Regions from separate parts of the Muntiacus reevesi genome. Here region 1 is linked to region 2. A link is a contact called in public Hi-C data. All regions are on one chromosome and are shown on one strand. Each heading gives the region's core, a stretch centred on a gene start, on an enhancer-like site or on the middle of the called end of the contact. The rest is flanking DNA. Distances are from core to core; before and after follow the strand shown.

Region 1 (7,107 bases), core at 49-2,548, 180 kb after region 2:
GCCTACAGCCTAGTGCGCATGCTAGGCTAGTTACTCCAGAGAACTGTTCCCAAGTGGGCTCCGATGCCTGGACTGCAGTGAGGACGTGGACTCTGGGTCCACGGCTAGGCCACTGTCCCATTTGTCTGGTTTGTTTTCTAGATCAACTGGGCTCCGCCTCCACCGCGGCAGCATCAATTTGAGCGCTGTTTCGCGGTGCTTCCCAGGGATTTGAATTCGAGCAGCACCGTGACGGTTGATTTACAGCACACTCGTTTGGTTCATGTTCCTGCCCCCGACTACCCTGGCGATATCCGTTAAAGACTGGTCAGCAACTCTGCTGTTGGCATTTTTTCTCCTTCGGCTTAGTTTACTACAGGCTACCTTAAATGCTGCAGATGGAATTCGCTGCCAACATGTGAACGTGACAACCGTTTTGGTTTGGGCTCATCGTTATCAATCAAAACTGAGGAAGAGACAGCAACAAACGCTGTAGATTCTGACTTTTATTTCCAGTTTGATAATGCGTGCCTCATCAGGTCCCCAACGACGCGTCTGCTCGTTAGAGGAGGTGTGTTTCCTCAAGGGCTTTTGCATCCCAGAAGAGAATTCGGGAAGCCAGAGAGCCTGAACTGGAGAACCACAGCTGTACCGACGGAGGGATGGATAGAATTAGGGAGGGAGCAAACTGACCGATCCTGGCATGTTTTCCTCTGGGAAGCTTCTATACTTCTAACCGGGGAACCTCGGGGCAGTCTCCAAAAGTTGTTTTTCTTTTTTCCAGGGCATATGAGACATCCTTTGGGAACCAAAATAAGTGTTGGCAAACCTCACCCCAGCCTCCAACCGACCCTTCTCCTTCCCGCCCGCGCTCAGCCGCTACTACAACTCCCAGCAAGCACCACGCAGTGCCGCAGGAGGACCGGTCCGGCTGGAGACCCCGCCCCGCGCGGAGCATGCTGGGAGTTGTAGTCCACGTGTCTGTTCGCTCCTACTTCTGCTATTTGGCATTCCCGCTTGGGAGATGGCGATGGGCTGCCATAACGGGTTTTCCACTCCAGTCTAGTAACTGCAGCTAAACGTGACCGAGGACTGCGCCCTCCCGCTCTGCGGTGCGCGCCGCGTCAGTGCCAGGGAGCTAAGCTCCGCCCCGTCCACGCCCGCTCCCTTGACAGCTGGGCAAGGCTCAGAGCGCGGCGGGCCAGGGGTGCGCAGGCGCAGCAGCCGGTCGCGCCTGGAGGCGTGGAGGGCGGGCCGGGCGCGAGGCCTCGCGGCCGCCGGGGCGCGCACGTAAGCACGCAGAGGCGTCACGTGGGGCGCCGAGGATCGCAGTGCGCGTGGCCGCGGCGGCTGGTGTGGGGTTGAGTCAGTTGTGAGACCCGGAGCTGCGGACCGGCGAGCGGTTCAGCGAGTCGCCAACAGAGCGGCGGGTGTCGGGTTCGGGAGCCGAGCGCTGGCCCCGCGTCTAGCCGGGCCGACCCGCGCCGCCGCCGCCGTCGCCGCCGCCCCCCGCCCGCAGCCAGCGACCCGCCGCGGGCGCGCCCCCGCTCTGCGCTGTCTCCGATGGCGTCCGCCTCCGGGACCATGGCGAAGCACGAGCAGATCCTGGTCCTCGACCCGCCCACAGACCTCAAATTCAAAGGTGGGCAGGGGTGGCCTGCGGGAGCGGCGGGCGGGAGGTGGCGGCCGTGCCCGGTGGGCCCCCTCCCCCGCCGCCCGCGCCCGGCCCGGTCCGGCCCCGCCCGCGCGGGCGCGCGCGCCCCTCCCGCCGCCATCTTGCGGCCCGCGGGCGCCTCGCTGCGGCGGCGGCCTCGTCCTTGGCCCGCGGGCCGGGGCGGGGTCCGGGCGTGGGCGGCGGTCTGGGGACGCGGGGCAGGCAGGGCGGTTGTCTGCCGGGCGCGGGCCGGCTTTGCGTCAGCGGGCCGGAGGCGGCTGGACGTCCTCCGCGCCGGGCGACACCTGCGCGGGGCGTCACCTGCTCGGGGACCAGGGGCCGCGGGAGCTACTCGGGCGGTTCTTACTGGGGATGCTGCGGGCGCTAGAGCTCGCGGAGCCCGTGACTCGTCCTTCATTCCCGGGGCCCCACGAACACACGGGCTTGGGACTGAGGCCGCTCCAGTGTTTTAGAGAATCAAACAGAAAGAAATGGAGTGCGAAAGAAAACACCTTGGTTTCCGTAGAACACGTTTTAAATAGTTTTAGGAGCTTTAAGAGGTTGTATTCTGTCTCTATGAGAGGAGTGTTGTATAAAGCCTGTATTTTGCAAGCTCTTCAGTGCATTTGCGAATTTCTTTGAATGGAAATTTCAGTGAGCCGCGTGTTAGGTTAGGATTCGGTTTTAAGACGACTCCACGAAATATTCAAAGAGACTTCTTAAGTGCATTTTACTGTAGCAAGTTTATGGGTGTAACTTGAGTTTACATAGTTTTCGCTGAAAGGGGGAAGTAAAACACCTAGGGGAATAATGAATACCAAAATTCAGGTAATACCTAACTCTGTAGCTGTTGTCTGAGAACGGAAGAATTTAATGTAAACCTTTATGGTAGGTAGTTTTTCTTAGAATTTGTGTTTTGCACTTATTTTGGGGGAGGCTGATTTTACAGAGGAAGTTTTCTCCTTGTTAATCTGTGTGTGTTGCCATGAGGGATTTGGACGCCGTTAAAACTAGTTTTAGGTCAAGAAGTATTCACAGAGTTGGACAGTTTCTTCTTAGAGAAGTCGGTGTGTTTCAATGACATGCTTACTGGCTCAGTCGTCTCCGCCTCTTTGCTGACTCCATGGACTGTAGCACGCCAGGCTCGTCTGTCCGTGGGATTCTCTAGGCAGGAATACTGGTGTGCGTTGTCATTTCCTTCTCCAGGGGATCTTCCCCACCCAGGGGTCGAATCTGAGTCTCTTTAAGTCTCCTGAATTGCAGGTGAATTTTTTTACCGGCTAAATCTTCCTTGGAGTCTTTACGGTCTCCGTAGTAAGAGGCTAATAATAGCAGAGAGGCAAGTTAAAGCAACAACCGAAACCCCGACCCAAAGACTTGCCAGATGTTTATTTTAGGTATTGAAGAATTACTAGCTATGATTACAGAACAGATTCTTGTGTTATGGGTGAAAGTAATTAACAAAGTCTATTGAAGTTTGGACTTATTAGTTGACTTTTTTTAAAAAAGAATTTCATGGAAAAGCTTATAGGGATACATATTCAGCTGGTCCATTTACTTAGCAAACACTATTGAAAGTTTTGTACCATCTCTGTATTTGATGAAGAGTATTCAACAATTTATTCAACAAACATCAGCTTGTATTTGGGGATTCAGTCCTGAGCAAGGTGGAGAAAAGACCCACAGTTAGTTTGTAGTTTAAGGGGTAAAACGTGTTTTTTCTTAGTGCTTGAACTCCCAGACGGAAGAGGAACGCAGATGCTGTAACAGAGGCAAAACAAGTATGAGGAAAGAAGGCTCTGCTTCCTTCCTCCCCACTTGTTCAGTAGGAGTTGTTCAGTCGCAAAGTGCTGGTCGACCCTGTGACCCCATGGACTCTACTGTAGCACAGCAGGCTCCACTGTCCCGCACTGTCTCCTGGAATTTGCTTAGATTCATGTCCATTGTTGGGTGATGCTATTTAACCGTCTCATCTTCTGCCACCCCCTTCTTTTTGCCTTCAGTTTTTCCCAGCATCAGGATCTTTTCCAATGAGTTGGCTCTTCGCATCAGGTGGCCAAGGTATTGGAGCTTTAGCATCAACATTAATCCTTCCAATGGATATTCAGGGTTGATTTTCTTTAGGATTGACTGGTTTGATCTATTAGAAGTCCAAGGGACTCTGGAGTCTTGTCCAACACCACTATTGGCTTGCTTTCAAATGGGGAATCGGGAGGGCAGGTCATGGGAATGGTTTGCACCTTTCCTGATGTGAGAAAAGATTGGCTTGTGCTTAGATACCCAGGGTGTGCTGTGTGCTTCTGTTTAAGAGTAGGGGATGGGGAACATTGGGAAAGCAGAGGATAGGATGAATTGGGAGGCTAAATTTGGTGTCATTTGATTCCTTCCTTCTTAAAAGTTATTCTTTTAGTCAGAGGTAAATAGGTTGATGGAAACCTCTCTGTATTCCAAAGACCAGTTCAGCATTAAGTGAGGAGACTCATTTGGAATCAGCAGTTCTCTTCATGTTAATTTCGATGATGGTGTGAAAAAAATCTTTCAACTCTACTTTAAATCATCTGTAGTTTTTAGTTGAAGTAGAAGTCTGTTAAAAGATATTTTTGCAAAATGTCATCTTCTGGTAGATTTATTTGAATTATTTTAACTTTACATTTGATTAAGATAGTTTCTCCAAGAATGAGTCATTTAATTATTCTGAGATCGTATGGTGCGTTTTTCTGTTACATGCATAATAAAGTCATCTTACTATGGATTATTGGCACTTTGTACAATTTTGGAGAAGCAAATAACAGTTTAATACATTTCCTACATACTTTAATATTTTATTCTAGTTTATTGTTTGCTTTATACAATTGTTTATATGAAAGTACTTTTATAATGTCATGAACTCTGAAGTAGTTTTTTTGTTGCATTACTAAAGAAAAAGATGTACATATTTAAAAATTCTGTTTTTTTAGCTTTGGCAGTAATTTGACCTAGAATTCAGATGTGAAATTTGGTATTACATGTGAGACTTTTTTTTGGGGGGGGGGGTCTTTAGAGTGTTTATTTACTCCTGTAAAAATTATTCCTTTGTATTATACAAGATTTTATTTTTCCAACCTATTCATTTTGGAGGAAAGTTTGGAGAAGAAAGTTTAGAAAATGTTGAAATAAGTTGTGAATATATTCTTTCTGGTCATGATCAGAGAAAGGAAAATAGAGCAAAATCATTGTGTTGAAGGTTGCCCATAGTAATGGCATCAGTAAAGAAAACTAAGTGCTCTGAGCGACCAGGGACCAGTGATGTTCAGACAAAGCATCTTTGGGTAGCAGCACATCAGGAAGAAGAGATCTGAGGGAGCATGGAGAATACGCCTCCTCCTGGTGGGTATGTGGCACAGTTGTAGGTGTTTCAGCTCACTCGTGTTTCACAGTGGCTACATCAAACCCCTGGGTTGATTCCCCACACCCTGGACATGGATGTCATATTCCTTAACAGTTTTCAGGGAGCTCTCGACTGCCCTCTGGGTGAGAGTTGTAACTCTTAGTGTGGCATACATGCCCTCTGGGATGTGCTGTCCCCTCTTGTAACACCTGTTCGTCGGCTCACGTCCACACTTCCCTGAGAAGGCAGAGCCTTTCTCGTGTCCAAGCTTGTTGGTTTTGCTGGTTAAGGTAGAGATTGCTCATGACTCAGACCCTGTTCCATCAGGTATTTTCTCTGTCGTGTTTTCAACCACTGGCTTCTTCCTTTAAACATAAGAACACATATGCCTAAGTCTTTCCTTTTAAAAACAAACAAACCAGCAAAATATTGTACTTCTTGACTCCCAGTTCCCCGTGGCTCTTACGTCTCCTGGGCTTTGTTTCCTTTGCCGTCAGGCTTCTTGGAAAAGCAGTTGGAGTTCGGGTCTCTTCTGATCAACACTGTGGTGACCACGATGCTTTCTCTCTCCCTGACCCTCTCTTTGGCACTTGCCAGTGTTGACAGCTTGCTTTTTAATAACTGATTCTTCTGACTCCTGTGACATAGTTGTCCTTCAGCCTTCGTCTTTGCTGTCTCATTTGTGACCTCTTTTTTCTTAAATGCTCATGTTTTTGAGATTCTGATTTGGTTTCAATTTTATCTCATTCTGAGCTTCCCCTGTTCAGTCTTTCTTGTTTTGAGGGCTTCTCTGTCTCCTTCATGCTCTCCGCACACATTGCTATACACCCAAATCTGTGTTGAGTTCAGAGTTAAAATCAGCTTTGGGGGATTCCTCAGTGGTACAGTGGTTAAGACTCTGTGCTTATGACTGCAGGGGGCACGGGTTTGATCCCAGGTTGGGAAGATCCTCATGTCGCCAGTGAAGGCGGGGATCCGCTTTGGAGGACATACTGATTGGGTGCATGCATGCTAAGTTGCTTCAGTCCTGTCCAACTCTTTGCAACCTTATGGACTGTAGCCCACCACACTCTGGAATTCTCCAGGCAAGAATACTGGAGTGGGTTGCCATGTTCCCCTCCAGGAGAACTTCCCAACCCAGACGTTGAACGTGTGCCTCTTTTCTGTCTCCTGTGTTGGCAGGTGGCTTCTTGACCACATACTGTTACTTCTTGACGATCCTGGGTTTGACTGTTGCTCAGGTGGCTCCCTGGTAGCTCACCTGATAGAGAAACTGCCTGCAGTGCAGGCATCTCTGGTTCAATTCCTGGTTTGGAAGGGTCCCCTGGAGAAGGGATAGGCTACGCACTCCAATATTCTTGCCTGGAGAATCCCCACGGACTGAGGAACCTAGCGGGCCACAGTCCATGGGGTCACAAAGAATCAGACACGACGGGGTGACTAAGCACAGCACAGGTGGTGGCTCAGTGGTAAAGAATCCGCCTGCACTGAGGGAGATCTGGGTTTGATCCCTGGGTCGCAGGCCCCCTGGAAAAGAAAATGGCAACCCACTCCAGTGTTCTTGCCTGGAGAATCCCCTGGACGGAGTGGCTTGGCGGGCTGCAGTCCATGGGGTCACAATGAGTAGGACTTGACTCACCACACACGCACAGACGTCTCAAACTCTGCATATCCTGAACTGTGCTTTTAAGTGCACGCCTACTCCTTTTCCTATGTTATTAATTTCTTTTTTGTGGCATCTTGATTACTCATTCCAGAAATGCTGTGCACATCTAATAATTTAAATCTGTATTTTTGCAGCCCAGAGATAACTTTTGAATCTCTCCTGTTAAATGCAGCTCAGCTTCTCAGTTCATTTGTTTTAATTCATTCAGCTATATAAGAAAGATTTGAGTTTCTAATATATGTGACGCACGTTGAATAAGTGTTGGAACTACAGTTTCGAGTAAAAGAATCTTTATTTTTATGAGGTGATTGTCATGGGAGAGGTAGAAGCTAATCAGATTTTCAGAAGACAAATTAGCTTTGAAGAGTCTGTGGTGCTGTGAGAACGTGGAATAGGGGTCTTTGATGTGGTCGGGGAAGGCTGCCACAGGTTGACTAAGAT
Region 2 (6,656 bases), core at 1,043-3,542:
CTGAGCCTCTCCATTTCCTCCCCAGCCATCTCAACCTGGACCAAGGCCTCATGGCTAGGTTCCCCTCTCACCACCCTCCTCCCTTCACAACAGACCCTGAGGGGTCCTTTAACTGGCCATAGGTAGGTTCCAAGATGGCTTGTTCCTGAATATTCTGGATAAAGGCATCATCCGTAGAACCTGCAGCCACTAAGAAAAATAAGCAATTATTCCAACAAAGACTTCCACCAAACTAGATGCAAATAAGCTACTTCTAAGGTCGAACATTTTATCCTCAATTAAAACACACTCGACAGCACTGTAAATCAACGTACTTCAATAAAACACACACACACACAGGGAACAAACAGAATCTTAAAGAAGTTAATTGTGAGCACTAGCAGCACCTGTAAATATGTGAATTATGTGGCGTAATGTTCAACATCGGCATCCCCTCCCTGCACTTTCTTTCCGGTTTCCCTTATAACACCACCACCACATAGTGGTCACTATTTACCAGGTATTGTTCTAAGTGTTTTATGTGAATTAATTAATGAAAGGCTCTGAACAGCTCTCTAGGGCAGCTAATATTAATTACGCCTATTTACAAATGACCACATTTGGCACTGAGAAGTTCAAGTGAGTGGCAGAGTCTGCTCAAACGGAGGACTCCAAGACTAGAACTGAGCAGTCCTGCTCCTAAGCCCGGTGTGTCCACGACTGTACTGGGATGCCCAGACACCTCACTGTCACACTTACGTCATCAAAGCTGCTTGGGAACCGCTAGAGAGGCCCGGAGGGTGACTGCCCCTGGCGGCTCTACCCTCAGCCGTCTGGAGGGTCCTGAAGAAATCAGGCCGAGTTCCACATTGGTGGGCTGCCCCTTCCAGACTGTGCTCCTTAAGGGTGAAGGGGAAAACTGCAGCTCATCTCTTAGACTCTGATTGCCCGGGGCACCCAAGTGACAGTAAATGAATGAGACAGTCCTCGACACCTGCTGCAGAGGGGCGTCTTCCACCAAGAAAAAGCCTTGGACCTAAACACACGCCTGAGAAGGCCCTGCATGGGGACAGTCCTTAGTCAACTCTTCAAACCTCTCCAAAGCTAACCCCGCAGGGGCCCCAGAGCGGCAGTAACCGACACCTGAAACTTATCGGCAGGTGCGCGCGTCCAGCGGACAGCAAGCACGAAAGGAGATGGGAGAGCCGGCCTACACTACATGAGCACTGCTGCCTTCACAAAGCCTTTTACTGAGAAAAAAGAAAAAGAAAAACTAAAACGTAAACCCAGACTGCACCAAACACGAGTTTACGTATGGTTCATTCACCTTAGAAATATTTTTTTCTAAAAGCTCCTTATAAAGAGTCAATTTCCCTCACGTCACTCAGAACACCCAGTAATTTTAAAAATGAGCTTAATTTGGGCAAGGAAACCACATGAGACCACGCTAGGGATCAGCTCCCGGCACCTAGAGGAGCGACGCCCAGGTACAACCCCCGGGGGACCCCCGACGCGGTCCAGACCACCGCACTGTTCCCGGAGCCCTCACGTCCCCGTACGCCGGCCCCGCCGGAGCCGCCTCCCAGCTCCCTTCCGACCCCGGAGCAGAGCACGCGAGCGGGACGCCTCCTTCCCGACGCTCCTCCGGGAACAATGTCAAACTTTTTGTTTTTCCTGAAGCACAAGACTCCTCCGCTCGGAAACTTCACGGTCCCCAGGAAGCCAGGCGTGGAGGCGCGGGAAGGCCCGGCCGAGCCGCCAGCCTTTGCGCCGAAGAAAGGCGGTCGATGCTTGCGGGGCCGTCCCGCCCGGGCCGCCCCTTCCGCCTCCGCGGATCCGGGCCCCCCGGACCCCGCAGCCCGGACCCCGGACCCGGGCCGGCGGCCTCGGCGGGGCTCCGGGAGGCGGGCGGAGCCCCGACCCCTGCCTGCCTCGGCCCCGGCCCCGCCGACCAGCCGCCGCGCTCCCGCTTCCGCCGCCGCGGCTCCGCCCGAACGGCCGCCCCGAGCCGCCGAGGCCTGGGCTCCCCGCCGCCCGCGCCCTGCCTCCCGCCCGCCCGGCCCGCACTCACATCCGTCCGCGTCCTCCGGCAGGTCCTCCTGCAGCAGCGACAGGTCTGCGCCGAGGGAGACAAGAAAGGCCGTGAGCCCGCCGCCCGCCGCCCCGCGCCCTCGCGTCCCCGCCCGCCGCCCGCCGCGGGGCCCGTACCCGCCATCTTGCGGCGCCCCCTCCTCCGCCGTCGCCCGGGGACCCGGGGCTCCAGGGGCGGCGCGCGCGGCGGCCGGTGGACGCGCGCGGGGGGCGGTGCCGCGGGGACGCGCGGGGCGGGCTGAGGGCGGCGGGCCGGGGGCGGCTCCGGACGCCGGGCGGACCCGGCCCGCCCCGCCCGCCTGAGCGCCGCTCCGCCTCCCGCTTCGCTCGCTCCGCCCGCCGGCGCGCTCTCGGCTCGGCTGGCCCCTCGGTGAGCCGAGTCCGAGGCGCCGCTGCTGCTGCCGCCGCCGCCGCCGCCGCCGCCGGGGCCCCGCGCCGTGTGCCGGGCTCGGCCGGGCGGGGCCTCCCGTGCGCTTTGTTGGGTCACTGGCGCCGCCCGTCGGCCCGCGGGGCCCTGTCCCGGCACCTGCCCGCCCGTCTGCTCGGCCGCGCGCCGGGGCCACCTCCGGGCGTGAAGCGCCGCCTCCGCGCCGGCCGCCGGGCACGACGAACAAAGCCGCGGGGACGGCCCGGCTCCCGCGCTGGCCCCGGCCCGGCGGTGGGCGTGCGGCCCGGTAGTAGGAGGACCGACGAACCTCGCCCCCGGGCTCGTTGGGACTAAGGAAGAACGACAGGAACCGAGCACCGAGTACTGGGCGTCCCGCAGGTGCTGGGGAACGGCGCCTCGCCTTAGCTTTTGTCTGTAAATAATTTAAATAATTGTGGTAGCACTCGAGGCGCTTGGCTGAAATTTGCAGCACGCGTTCTGTTACTTCTGTCTTTCCACAAGTGCTCAGGGATGCACACAACCGCCCAGTATGGTGTGGGGGCCCAGCCCCAGTTCCCTGGCCCACTGCCCACTGGCCTCTGTCCAGGACTCAAGCCCACCTCCTGGTCCCCCAAGGCCTCCAGGATGGTCATGCCCTGAATGACCGTTACACAGGGATGTGTGTAAGTGATGCCACGTTGGGGGTCTGGCCTCCGGGGAGGAGACAGAATTCCAAATGGTCTGCACGATGATCTTAACCAAGGACATTGTATTACATTTAATGCCGTGAAAGAATCAGAGCCTCTGAAATACATAATTATGGATAATAAAATGGGTCCCATATAGCTATTCAAAATAACTTCTCTCTCAGATGTTATAGGTTGCAATATGGATTTCATCAAGTGAAGTCAAAGTCGCTCAGTCCTGACTGGACTCTTTGCAACCCTATGGACTGTAGCCTGCCAGGGTCCTCTGTCCATGGAAATCTCCAGGTCAAAATCCTGGGGTGGGTTGCTCCTTCCCTTCTCCAGGGGATCTTCCCAACCCAGGGATCAAACCCAGGTCTCCTGCATTGCAGGTGGATTCTTTACCGTCTGAGCCCCTGGGGAAGCATGTATTCCATAGTATGTGTTATTAATATTTTCTGAGAGAGAAAAACTGGAATACCATCTCTAACTCTAGGTGTGTGTCTAGTGTAACAAAATAATTTAAAAGCCAAATGGCAACCATCGTTCTCTCCTTCCTTGCGGAACACTTGTATGTGAATTCAGCTGATACTCACTCTCAATGTGACAAGGAGTTAGAAATTCACAACTGTCACTTGACTCAGTCCATGAGAGCTTTGCCCTGCTAATGGTACCTCAGTAATCCTGGGTGGAAAGAGGAGGGCAGGGCATTGGGGTCTTTCCACTAGCTGGGGGTCTCCTTGCAGCAGCACAGAATCTACAGTGCCAGCTAGGCTTTGGCCCCCAGACACACATGGAGGTGAAGGGGACCATCTAGGCGATCCACCCAGTAGAGTAAGACTTAGTGATGGTGATAAAACAGATGTTATGTTACAAATACTTTGGCTACCTGATGTGAAGAGCCGACTCATTGGAAGATACCCTGATGCTGAGAAAGACTAAGGGCAGGAGAAGGGGATGACAGAGGATGAGATGGTTGGATGGCATCACCGACTCAACAGACATGAGTTTGAGCAAACTCCAAGAGAGAGAATGAAGGACAGAGGAGCTGGTGTGCTGCAGTCTATGTCCGCAAAGAGTTGGACACGACTGAGCAAGTGAACAACAACCAAATGCTAGCCTGGGCTATATAGGTCGACTAAAACTCTGCCTTGGGTAAGCAAGGCTGCACAGTGAGTTTTATCTTACTTTCTCTGGGAAGGCAGCCAAGGAGGAGGGGCTGTGTAATTGTATCCATATTGTTCAGGAGCTGTGCATTTGATTATTGTCTTACCTGTATCCCACATTACAGCAGGTCCCTGGAGGCAGCTCAGTGTTTAGACATTTCACTGAGGACGTTCTTATTCATGGGTCAGCACAAGCATGTTTCTTACATGTGATTTTTCTCTCACTCTCTAGTCCTTGCTCAAAGATAACAGTAAATGGTTTTTACACCAGTATTTGTAAAGGGTGCTCTGCTTCCTCCTCATAGTAAATGACATTTAAAGAACAGTCATTGTTGTGCTATGGCCTTACCCCAACTGCACTTACAGTGTAGACGGTGGATGCCGAGCTGTGTGCATGGAGATCAGAGCACAACCCAGAGTCTGCGTCCTTCACCTGCTCTGCCCCTAAAATCTGCAAAACAGGGGGAATTCACATGTCACTGCTTTCGAAAGTGTTATCCAACCATGGCTACTAAGGCCTGGATTTTTTCAGAAGTCCTCCTCCAAATGATAGTGAAGACTTTTATGAGTAGCCAAGAAGCCTTGGAAATTTATAAACTTGGCTCTTGAAACAATAAGTATGTTTACTATTGCAAACATTAAGTATCATGGGAAAATATTGCTAATAAAAAACCTACCTGACATTGCTTGCTATGTCATTTATTAATTTTTGAATTGGTAATTGAACGGTTTACTTTTTCTTCAAGATGGTCCTTCTTAAAGTGGAAAGTATGTAAAAGGCAGATCTTTTAGTTATTGTTTTGAATAATAATAAATGAATCAATCTGATAATGGAGACATGCTTTTACAATAAAAATGGTTTTTAAGTAAATTTTTTAACCTTTATTTTCATTCATCTCTGTTTTTTTTTTTTAAGCCAGGTTTATTTGTTCTTCAAGAACTATTTGAAGAACAAATATTTTCCTTTTTTTTTGATTAATTTCCAATCTCTTACCCAAAGCCTCCTGTAAATATTTTGGCAAATTGTATAAAGATAAGTATTTGTGTGAAGTTTCTGTTATCTTTCTTTTCTATGCTTCTTTTAAGTCCCATTTAAGCTCTGTGTCAAGATGAAATTCCAAATTGTGAGTTCTTAGTTTTTCCTAGAGCTTTCATAGTTTGGTTTTGTTTGTCAAAGACACTGGTCTCTTTTTATTCACATTTTCTCACACCACCTTAGGAAAAGAAAGAATAAAGAAGAGAGGGAGGAAACAGCCAAAAAACTGAGCCAGAGTTCTCCCTACTCAGGCTGTGCTTTCTCCGTTTATAGGGGTCCGAGGCTGCCCTGAGATGCACAGAACTTCAGCTCTGTCCACGGTCACCAGGCCGCAGGTTCCCCAGCCTAGGTTTGTTCTGAGCAGAACAGTGCAACCTGGAACCACCACTGTAACCAAGTAGAAAGGAAAGTAAACCCTGTCTTATCCACCATGTTAAGGACTCCATTTCTTTCACCATGCTCCAGATGAATAAAACCAAAAGGATTCTGCATCAAGGAATTCTGTAGTTATTCCAGCTGAGGAACGGCACCCATCCAGTTTGTTCCACACATTTTAATTTCATTAGGAAAGCTAAGATGTGAAATAGCAAGCATTAATGGCAGTATTGGTTTTCTTTATCCCTTCTTCTCAAAATATGCAAGGCACCAGTGGCAATCATGCTCAAAGCAATGTGGAAGAGCCTGTCCTTGGTGTCTGATGGAGTATGTGCTTGAGGAAATGTTTATTATTCTGAATCTGGATGGATGAGTCACTTTGAACCAGGAAAAAATCACAAGCAAACTACATACTCAAACCCAGATAAGCTCAGTGATTAAACTGTGTCTTGATTCTAAAGTCTTTCTCATACTATGGCTGCCCTCTGGTTCTGTGATTCAGAGGAAAGAGTTTCCATTCCAATTTCACTTCTGTGTAACTCTCTGTAACAAAATTCCTCTGTTCCTGGTTGTTGGTTCCTTTATTTGATTGAAAAATAAATATACATATATTGGTACCATACAGAGAGAGAAGTGAAGTTCCTCAGTTGTGTCCCACTCTGCGACCCCATGAGCTGTAGCCTGTAAGTTTCCTCTGTTGATGGGATTTACCAGGCAAGAATGCTGGAGTAGGTTACCATTTCCTTCTCCAGAGGATCTTCCCCACGCAGGGATTGAACCCAGGTCTCCTGCATTGCAGGCAGACTCCTTACTGGCTGAGTCAGGAGGGAAGTCCACTGGTGCCATAACACAATGAAATTCATACAAAAGATAGCTACTCCATTTTTTAACTTTTTATTTTGAAATAATTACAGATTCATAGGAAGTTGCAAAAAATGTACAGGATGGTCCTGTGT

The links. Hi-C and Micro-C count contacts between places; a contact is called where the count stands out from the background.
Region 1: a contact with region 2 is called in a Hi-C map of muscle, with 4 times the contacts expected there. The contact joins the promoter of VAPA here to the promoter of PPP4R1 in region 2. A contact is called at or near these places in 2 of 3 Hi-C or Micro-C datasets (blood and muscle).

Annotation. Positions count from the first base shown.
Region 1 is chr4:39,976,250-39,983,356 of mMunRee1.1, forward strand. It overlaps VAPA (VAMP associated protein A), which reads left to right and starts at 1,299. Exons shown (of 6, transcript XM_065932586.1): 1 at 1,299-1,621. The coding sequence starts at 1,543.
Region 2 is chr4:39,797,552-39,804,207 of mMunRee1.1, forward strand. PPP4R1 (protein phosphatase 4 regulatory subunit 1) reads right to left here and starts at 2,293. Exons shown (of 20, transcript XM_065932578.1): 1 at 2,188-2,293; 2 at 2,051-2,095. The coding sequence starts at 2,194.